Regions from separate parts of the Mus musculus genome. Here region 2 is linked to region 1. The links are chromatin contacts, called in public promoter capture Hi-C maps. All regions are on one chromosome and are shown on one strand. Each heading gives the region's core, a stretch centred on a gene start, on an enhancer-like site or on the middle of the called end of the contact. The rest is flanking DNA. Distances are from core to core; before and after follow the strand shown.

Region 1 (4,399 bases), core at 1,864-4,363:
TGTGTCTTCTCCCTTGTGGTTTCTGGGTGGTTCCTTGCCCGTTGTGTTCATCTCAAGCATAGGTGTGGGGCTGGCATGGACAGAGTTCACCTTGTCGCCCAAAACAGACTCCTCAGAGCAGTGTGTTGTGGGAAGACAGAGGCTGGAAAGCAACATTTCCTCACTCCGAAATGAAGCCCGCAAAGAGCCAAATACTTGATAGCTTCCCATAAGCGGTTTGACATCCGAAGTCCCCCATGGTGGCTGTATCCACATGTGTTCAGGATGATTTCCCTGAGGCACAAGTTAGGAATTCCAGTGGCTCTGGGTTCTGCAAGGAAGGGGGTTACAATAGATTTTCTGTCTTGGTGATCAATCGACAGATCCTTTTCCAGGCAGGGGAGATGCCTTCAGACTTAGGAAAGGGATAGTAAGTGGATGAGGTCAGTGACTGGGGACCCTGTGGGATGATAGCATCTGAATTGCCGATGTCAGAGTCCTGGTAGTGATTCAACTGGGTGCGGCTTTGGTGGTTCATATGCAAGTGTGGGTTGGAGATAGACTGGAGTGTTTGACTTTACAACACGTAGCAAAACTTTATTTTAAACCCCTTTCCACGCTGCCCCCAAACTTCAGGGAATTTCCCACGGTTAGCAGATAAACTGGCCAGTCCACAGAGCTCTTGATTTAGTGATGACAACTGTGCTGTGGAGATTAAGGCGGTTTCATTCCAGGAATGTTGCCTTCCATTCTGCTGCTGCTGCGAACCTAGATGGCAGAGACATCGCACAGCTGATTCCCACTAATAAAGGTTTTCCCTCCAACTGCTAAATTTTATTCCCACTTTCTCTTATGTTTCCATTAAAAATCACCAATCCTTACTGAGTATTTGGGGGTGCTGACCACAGCAAGGAGGTGGCACACAGCACACAGTGCTAGCGCAGCCTTTAGTCCAGTGCCTATGAGAGGCTCTCCACAGAGAAGAAGGGCTACCTCGTGTTTATTCAGCGAGTGAGAACTGACTGTGCCATCCAATCATTTCCTAAGGTGATCTAGCTTTTGTTTTTCCTATGTTGGTCTCCAGCCTCTGACCATCTCACTGTTTGTCTTAGTTTTGTTTTTAAGGATTCATCTATCCAGGTTTTAATAATAAAATGTCTCAATTCTTTCTTTCTTTCTTTGAAAATAGAGGAGACAAAAAAAGCATATACAGCTTTTCTTTGGATGATAAAACTGAGTCAGGAAATACAAATACCTCTCCTAATGTTCTGTAAGAAGAGGTTGAGTCAGAATTTGAACCCAGGTCACAGTTCCTGGGCTGCCAGTCCCTCAGCTGCCGAGACTCTGAGGACAGTGGGCCCTTTGAAGGAGGCTAAGGTTAACCACTTACTGTTTCTGTTTCCTCCCCGGCAAGTGCATTTATTACAGTCACTTGGTGTGAAACAGGTCACTGGAAGAAGGGAGCTTTTCAGATGTGCTTTCTGTAACCTGGAGTAAAAGGGCCTCAGACCTTTCTTCTGTTTTCAGTTCAGTGAGTCGAGTTTTACACAATGTTGGTAGCCGATTTTCTCTCCGAAAGCCTGCATAGGAATATAGATTATGCATTCTTGATAATCTCTGGTTAGGATATGGAGAAGGGCTAAGATTGAGCAGTTTCTGGCTTACGGGCAGCGCGGTCCTTAAGAAGTTACTTCTCCGAGGGGTCAGGGTTTATGGCATTTCTGGGACCCCAGCATATCTTTATCTGGTAAACTCTGAAGTTTTAGAACATAGTCATCGAAAGAGAATACATATAATATGCAATCTGTTCAACTTCTCTCTGAGAATTTGCCAGAACTGTTTCCAGTAGTAAGAAGTTAATGGTGTCTCCTTCTCAGCCATCGTCATATGCAGGTGTGTTCTATGTGGCCGGCACCACTGCTTTGTCTGCTCGTGTGAACTGATCTTAAACCTGAAGTTCCTTCGGCGTGCTTGCTGTGGGCTGTTATCAAGGCAGCCATAGATGTGGAGTTTGTGAAGAGTGACTTCAGGAGGCCCTCTCGTCAACCATGTACCAGAGCATGGAAGGAACAAACATGTACTGGTGTCTTGCAACACACGTGTCCTTCCCCCTTGATGAATGGTCTTACTCCGGGCTCTTCTTGAAAGCTCTAGGGTGACTCAGGACTCTACATCTTTTTGCTTGTTAAGGAGTAAGGCTTGTCTTCTTAAATAACTGACGGTTTGGTGTAACACAGCTGGCCAGGAATTCTTAGCTTGTGTTTTTGTAGCCTCCACTTTTCAAGGTGTCTGTCTGCACAGGCTTCAAGTGAGTCTTTCAGAGACAGTGAAGACAGGGACCCAGTGGGAGAACTTTGGCCTTCACCTTCAATTGGCTTATCAGCAGGTCTGCTGCCCAATGAGTGCCTCACCTCCATGGTGAGGAGAGAGCTCCTGGGACACTTCTGGTTTGGCTTCTCTCCCAGATGATTGAGCTGTCCTGGCTCCCAGACGCTGGTTTCTGTCATGTGAGCAACACAGACATCCTTACCAAGAACACTGTTCTGTAGGCTTTAGGGATTTATACTGTGAACCTGAGGTTAACACATTGAGTCATACGATTAGACCTGCCAGTTTTTTCAGGGTGAAAATCTAGTGGTGTCCTTGTCTGCTCTCCCCATGAAAGGTGGTGAGGGAGGGGGGCAGGCAGGGTTTCTGGCAGGATCTGAGGCAGGAACTTGGAAACACAGTTAAGAGTACATGTACTTGCTGGTTGAGTCCTGGTCTGGTCTGAGGGTGTTTGTAGAGTGCACTTGGACCCTCCTCCCTCATTTAGTAAAAAGCTAAGGGAGGAAGGGCATAGGTTTGCATTTTTGATGTACGCTCCTGTGCCTGCCTGGATGACCAGTGGACCCTAAGTACTATTTTTTAGGGGGTCCTTGGCTATTTTGGCTTTTAGGAATTTGTTTTCCCTGGTGTCTGGGTGGGGCCAGAGTGGGATGCCCTCCTCTTTTTCCTCTTGCATCAGAGAAGCCACTGGGATTAGTGAGCAGATTGCTGAGTGAATTTCCCAGAGCCACTCCAAGACATGCCCCATTAGAACATTGTTTTGGGACCAAGTGTGTGGGAAGGGCTGGGCCGTCTCTTCACTGGATGGCCTGAGAAACGCCCTTTCCGTTTCCTGGTGGAAAGGATGTTGAAATCTGTAGGTTTTCAGATGCTTCTGCAACCTTTGGCTGTATCTCATGACTCTTTGGCATTTGGCATCTGGTGTCCTTGGGAAATGAAACCAGACAAGCGGAATGTGAGAGGAGAGGGGTGGCCAGAGAAAGAAGCAAAGCTCTTTCCCTTTCACATTTCCTTGATAAGAGGTCTTGAGTTGTATTGCTGCAGCACAAACTGCACTGGACGCCCTGAAAAGTAAACTGATGTTGGAGGAGGTTCTGAAAGCAATTGGTACGGCAGCTGGAGTTGGTACGGCAGCTGGAGTTGGTACGGCAGCTGGGATGGAGACAGAGTCCCACCCTTCTCCGTAAGGTTCTTATGCATACAGATTTTGCCCTTGGCCCTCTGTGCAAGTGACCTAAACTCACTTTGTCTCAGAAATGTCGGAGATCATCCATTGTACAGAAATGCCTGTGTTTGGTGTTGAGATTTTTAGCTGGAGAATTTACTGTGAAACAGACTGTCCTGGTGAGAATAACAGAGCTAGAGAAGGACCAAGGCTCCCTACCAAACTTGTGAGTACATGCAGAAACTCTGTTGGCTCTTAGGTTAGTGGGTGGCTGGCAGGAGCTTCATGCCTCTCGCTCCTTTCCTGGCCCCAGCCTGTGTAGGCTCTAGTTTCCTTTGAATCAACTCTCGGTGTGGAAAAACCTTGGGAAGATAGCCAGTGAGTGATCCGCTCCCTTGGGATGGACAGACATCTTTAAAATGTGTGGCGGAGGCCCCCAATGAACCAATTAAAACAGTGTGTAAATCAGTGCAAACTGTTTGTCATCAGAACTGCCACGTTTTCCCCTAACATGGGGTACTCATTGTGTCTTGCTTTGTGGAAAGCAAATGTTACACATCTCCTGTGTTGTCACTGGCACTGTCAAAGGAAAAGTGCTAGGAAAGGTGTTCTTAAAGACTTGAAGCTTCTTGCCAATTAAAAAAACAAAAAGGCCTTAATCATCTTCCTCTCCATTCCCTAAAACTGGCTTTACTTTCTGGATATTGCTGTACTCAGAGGTCTTGTTTGTTTGGGTAAAGTACAAATGACTGACTTTGAGCTAGACCACAGATGGACAGCATTGCTCACCCTTTGCTCAGCAAAGTGCACCTGCTGCAGAACCTTTAGCTTTAATTGCTTCCTTGTGCTCAGCATAGCCGTAGTCATCTGTAATACTGTAGATGGATTGCATCGGGATGTCCCAGAGGTGACTTCTTCCTCTGCCCT
Region 2 (4,430 bases), core at 282-2,781, 68 kb after region 1:
TGTCGGAGTTAGAAATATCCAATGGTTAGGCTCAGAAGAAAAACGCTTTTTGGACTAGACAGACTCTTGAGAAGTTTGGGGTTTGGTAAGAACTATAATTTGGCAGCTAAGTAGAATCTACAGAGGAGTCTTACCCAGACATCATGAACATTATAGACTCACTAGTACGATTGTGCGAGCTGAGCAAGAGTGAAGCTGTTAATGATAACAGGAGAGCGAGAAAAGCTACTACTATCCTTCCATAATGGTGGCCAGAACATGGTGTGGGACCTATTGCCTGCACACAAGGACAGGCCCTGGTAGGTAGCCTCCTTGTATGCACTCTGGTCACATCTGTGTAGAATCTCTTGTTGCTCTAGAGGGCTTTCTCCAAAAGTCTAAAGTGTGGGTAGAAAAGGTTACAGCAGAGTAGCTAGGTATAGAGAATTCAGAGGAACAAAGAAAAGGAGAGAGGCAAGGTCAGAGCTCTGGAGAGGGGGAAATTGAGTCCAGGAGTGTGGAAAGGTTCTTAAGGCAGACCAAAGGGGAGGACCTGTGAACCAGCACACTGCCTTTAGATGGGCCAACAAGTGCCAGGCATCTGCACAGGGGTTTCCTGAGAGCTTCCCTGGCAGCCTGGCTCCTATGTGAATGAGCAGGGTGGAGCATCCTAAATAAGCAGCAGGCTTCCTTGTCTGCTCTCTTGGCTTAGCTCCTCAGAAAGGCTGCCTCAAAAACCAAATGCTAGGCACCAAGGAAGAGATGGGTGGACAGAGACTAGAGAAAAATGAAGCTGGGGGGTTCTTTTCAAGATGGTTTCTGATGTATTTGTGTGGGAAACAGGGTGCTATTCACCAGAGGATTTTACTGTGAGAGAGGGAGAGTGTCTATGCAGGGCCTTTTTGTGCTGGTTCAGTAGACTAGGAAAATAAAGTCCATTGCCTGCCATGATGCCATTAACCCTCACCAGCCCTCACCCAGCCCCTTCATAAGTACAAAGATGCCACGTGCACTGTTGTGCGCCAAGCTAGGGAAGGTGACAGAAAAGGAGATGAGGGCTTGTTCAGAGAATAGTGCACCTTATGTCTCAAAGAACAAACAAAGGTGTGCTCAGAGCCCGTGGCCTGCAGCTACTCAGCCCAGTTCATTTCTGATTGGCTTCTGTGTTCTCCTTCTTTCTCTGGTGCCCTAGGAAGGAGGTCCCTGGATCCAGGCATAACATTTTAGCAGGTTTCCATGTAATTCAAGTAATCTTATGATCTGGCTACAAGTCCCATTCCTTTCGCACTTCAGGTTGTCTGAGGTGAAGGTTTGGAAATGTAGAAAAGTGTATTCAATGGAGGGGAAGCGACAAGGGTTCCACATGGTGCAATTCAAGTCTAAGCATGTGGGTTGCATTTGTGATGAAGGCAGGTGGTTGAGAGGCCCAAGTTTACAAGCCTCATAATTAACCGGCTTTCAGCAGAAAGCACAGAAGGATGCTGCCAAAAATGCTCTGGGACAAATATGTGGACAATTTTCAAGAGTTCTGGGAGAGACAATTGCAGAAAGCTCTGCAACTGAGTAACTGTTTCCTAGCAACCAGCACTGTTTAAGTAATCAGTAACTCATCCCGGACAGGATAGACCAGAACATTTCCGTTCTTCTTAAGACTGGGTAGACTGGTGAGGACGGGCTATCACCATATTTCCAGCAGTACTTTCTGAAGACAAATGTCAACACACCCACACCTCTTGAGTATTTTAAATATTCCCCTTCTGGTATAAAAATAGAAGATAAACCATCAATTTATTTTCCAAATGAGGGTAACTTGAGCCACTTTGTTGCATTTACATTGTTGAGAGTCAGAAAATGAAAGGCTACAGGCATCTTAATTGAAATATGTAGGTCAGAGTAAATGAGGTTATTCTTTCACCCCAGAACTACAGCATCAAAGACCTGTGTGTGTTCATTCCAGACATGGCAACACAATATGCAAATATCACCACATTTAAACTGCTCTTATTTCTAGTACCAAATGAATACCAAGAATCCATCTTTTTCCATGTTAGCTCTTTCCTGCCTCCAAAGATATGAAACTTGTCTAACTCTGGACTTGAGCCATTTGTTTGTGTTAATGAATTTTTAAGGCATTCGGAGGAACACACATACATCATACGACAGGCATCTGATAGGACCATCTGAGCCTGATTTTGACATAACTCAGCATAATTTAAATAAGGAGTGACACTTTGGGAATGTATGCATTCGTGTATATATATAAACACACACCTCCATAAATATATACATTTGCCTATAGTTATAAGCTTACAAGCCATTCTGTCATTCAAATCAGGTATTTAGTTTGTCTCCCTTATATAAAAATTGTGTCAAAAGATCAGATGATTCAAATTCGTTCAACTTTTACATGAGCCCACAATATAATTATAGTATAAAGCAGAGATGAGACAACCATAAGTAATTGTCATATGAACCAAGACATTGGTTGCTATTGGTTATGTGTCTGGTACTCGGTATGATATAAACAATTCTTATTCTCATCAACCATAAAATTTAGTGCTCAAGGAGTTTCTGTGTTTGTTTCCTTATTTAATTCTCATCCCAACTCTAGGAAGGAGGTGATATTCTTATATTGCAGATACTGTAAACAGGGCTTAGTGTGTCCTCAGTATCCCAACAGGCGCCAGCCACACTGAGGACAGTCTCGCTTTACAGAGTTCTCGCTTTCTCTTTGTTCTTCAGTCTGTGGCTTTATTCATTACCACCACCAGACTGTGGGGAGTGGGATTTTCTTTTAAGTGCATGCATTAAAGGTGTAGAGAGCCAGTTGTGTAAGCCTATGCCTCTCATGAAATGCAACTATTCCCCTGGGCACATTCCAAAAGTTCATTTGAAAGTCAATTCCTTGAATCTCAAGACCTTTTCTTCATTGGAACTACATTACACATGATCTCCAGGTCTGCCCCAAGAGACTGGTTTTTAATACATAGCATCAGATGCTGTGTAATTGTTTTATGAAGATACAGTTAAATAGCCCTCACATCTGTAATGGGAAATTTCATCCTGACATGCTAACAGTTCATTTCTATCTATACAGATGGATAGAGGGAAGATGAGCTAAAGAGACTATTTGCATATAGGAAGTCTTCACACTAGCAGCTCACAGAGTCTCTCTCTCTGCCTTGCCCTTTGCCTGAGGACAACTCTTCCTTTAGGAGTCTATGATCCCCACACAGTGTAACATTTCAAAGCCATCATCCTTTGATTTAGGGAACAAAAGACAACTACTGACCCAGGCTCCATTCTCCAACTCCAGTGCCTGAGTGTAAGTTTTAAGTCCTTCAGTGTCCCATTGGGAATATTCAGCCAGATCTACAATTTCCTTAAGAACAGTCAAGAATTTTTTTTTATAGTCAAGTTAGTTTTTGCATCTAGTTTTCACATTGAAAATTCATAAGACAGTTTCGCCCCCTTCTTCAGCGATGCCAGTTTTCTCTCTTTGCTTTGCGGTGCTAGAGATCAAGTCTCGGGCTTCATACATTCTACGCAAGTGCTCCCCCACAGAACTGTATCTCCAGCTCTCAGTCAGCATACTTCTTAGTCTTAGCACCAAAAGACCAGAAAAACTGTGAAGAGTGTTGTTGGGTTTGCTTATTTAAGTGTAAGGCTGCAGAGATGGTTCAGTAGGTAAAGTAACACCGAGCCTAATGGCCTGAGTTCAAACCCACCTCGTAGAAGGAGAGACTAGACTTCCACAGTTGTCCTCTGACTCCATGCATAGGGTACATGCACACACACAAATAAGAAATAAACAAACATAGTTTTTAAGTAGTTTGAAGGTCTGTGGTAAGAAGTATCAAATAAGGATTGTATGTAAATATTAGCATATGTTTGAGTTTGAAAGGATTAAAATTCATTCATGTAAAGATTATCATTATCTATGCAAGGCTAAGCCATCATTTCATTGTGGAAGAGTTTATAGTGGTTTACAGGCATTGATCCCTGAAAATTCAAATACCAACTTCCTAATTCTATTCCAAGCTCATATCTATTCCCCTTTAATCTCCAAGGGAATAGGCTTTAAACAGATCTTAGCGTTCCTGAAGTGAGCCTGGGAGCGTCATCATTTCTAGTGTGCCCTGTCTAATGAAACCATCTCATTTGTGATTTCATTTGTAATATGTTAATTACGGGGTCTTCAAAGAAGTACTGTCTTAAGGCTAACAGTTACCAAACCCTCATATGGCATTCTTCACCCTCCCTGGAAACGCAGGCTGTGCCACTTAGCAACTAGCTGCCATGCATATTGCCGCTCATGGTTACAGATGGACCAGCCTCTCTACAGACTCAGACAAAGAGTGGGCAACGTGACTTGTCAGTTCAAAAGCTTAACTAATTGTGTCTTGTTTGCTTCTAAGCGTTGGCTCATAAAGAGGTCAGATGTCTTCATT

What was found. Capture Hi-C pulls out chosen DNA fragments and counts their contacts.
Region 2: a promoter capture Hi-C map of adipose tissue shows a contact between it and region 1. The contact joins two enhancer-like sites. A contact is called at or near these places in 8 of 484 Hi-C or Micro-C datasets (3T3-L1-derived adipocytes, brown adipocytes, immediate neuronal precursor and 3 more), 2 of 115 datasets of contacts at active chromatin or transcription factors (both in embryonic stem cells) and 3 of 9 other capture datasets (adipose tissue, liver and macrophages).

Annotation. Positions count from the first base shown.
Region 1 is chr12:71,882,813-71,887,211 of GRCm38.p6, forward strand. The region is part of intron 1 of Daam1 (dishevelled associated activator of morphogenesis 1); the gene reads left to right. Among named protein-coding and RNA genes, the nearest start is that of Daam1, 54 kb to the left of the region's middle. Within about 2 kb of position 3,114, at least 88 of the 459 cell types and tissues checked have an H3K27ac peak or open chromatin away from gene starts, as enhancers often do. A contact at or near this core is called in adipose tissue and muscle stem cells, where this site is marked.
Region 2 is chr12:71,952,875-71,957,304 of GRCm38.p6, forward strand. The region is part of intron 15 of Daam1 (dishevelled associated activator of morphogenesis 1); the gene reads left to right. Among named protein-coding and RNA genes, the nearest start is that of Gm40440, 85 kb to the right of the region's middle. Within about 2 kb of position 1,532, at least 40 of the 459 cell types and tissues checked have an H3K27ac peak or open chromatin away from gene starts, as enhancers often do. A contact at or near this core is called in adipose tissue and muscle stem cells, where this site is marked.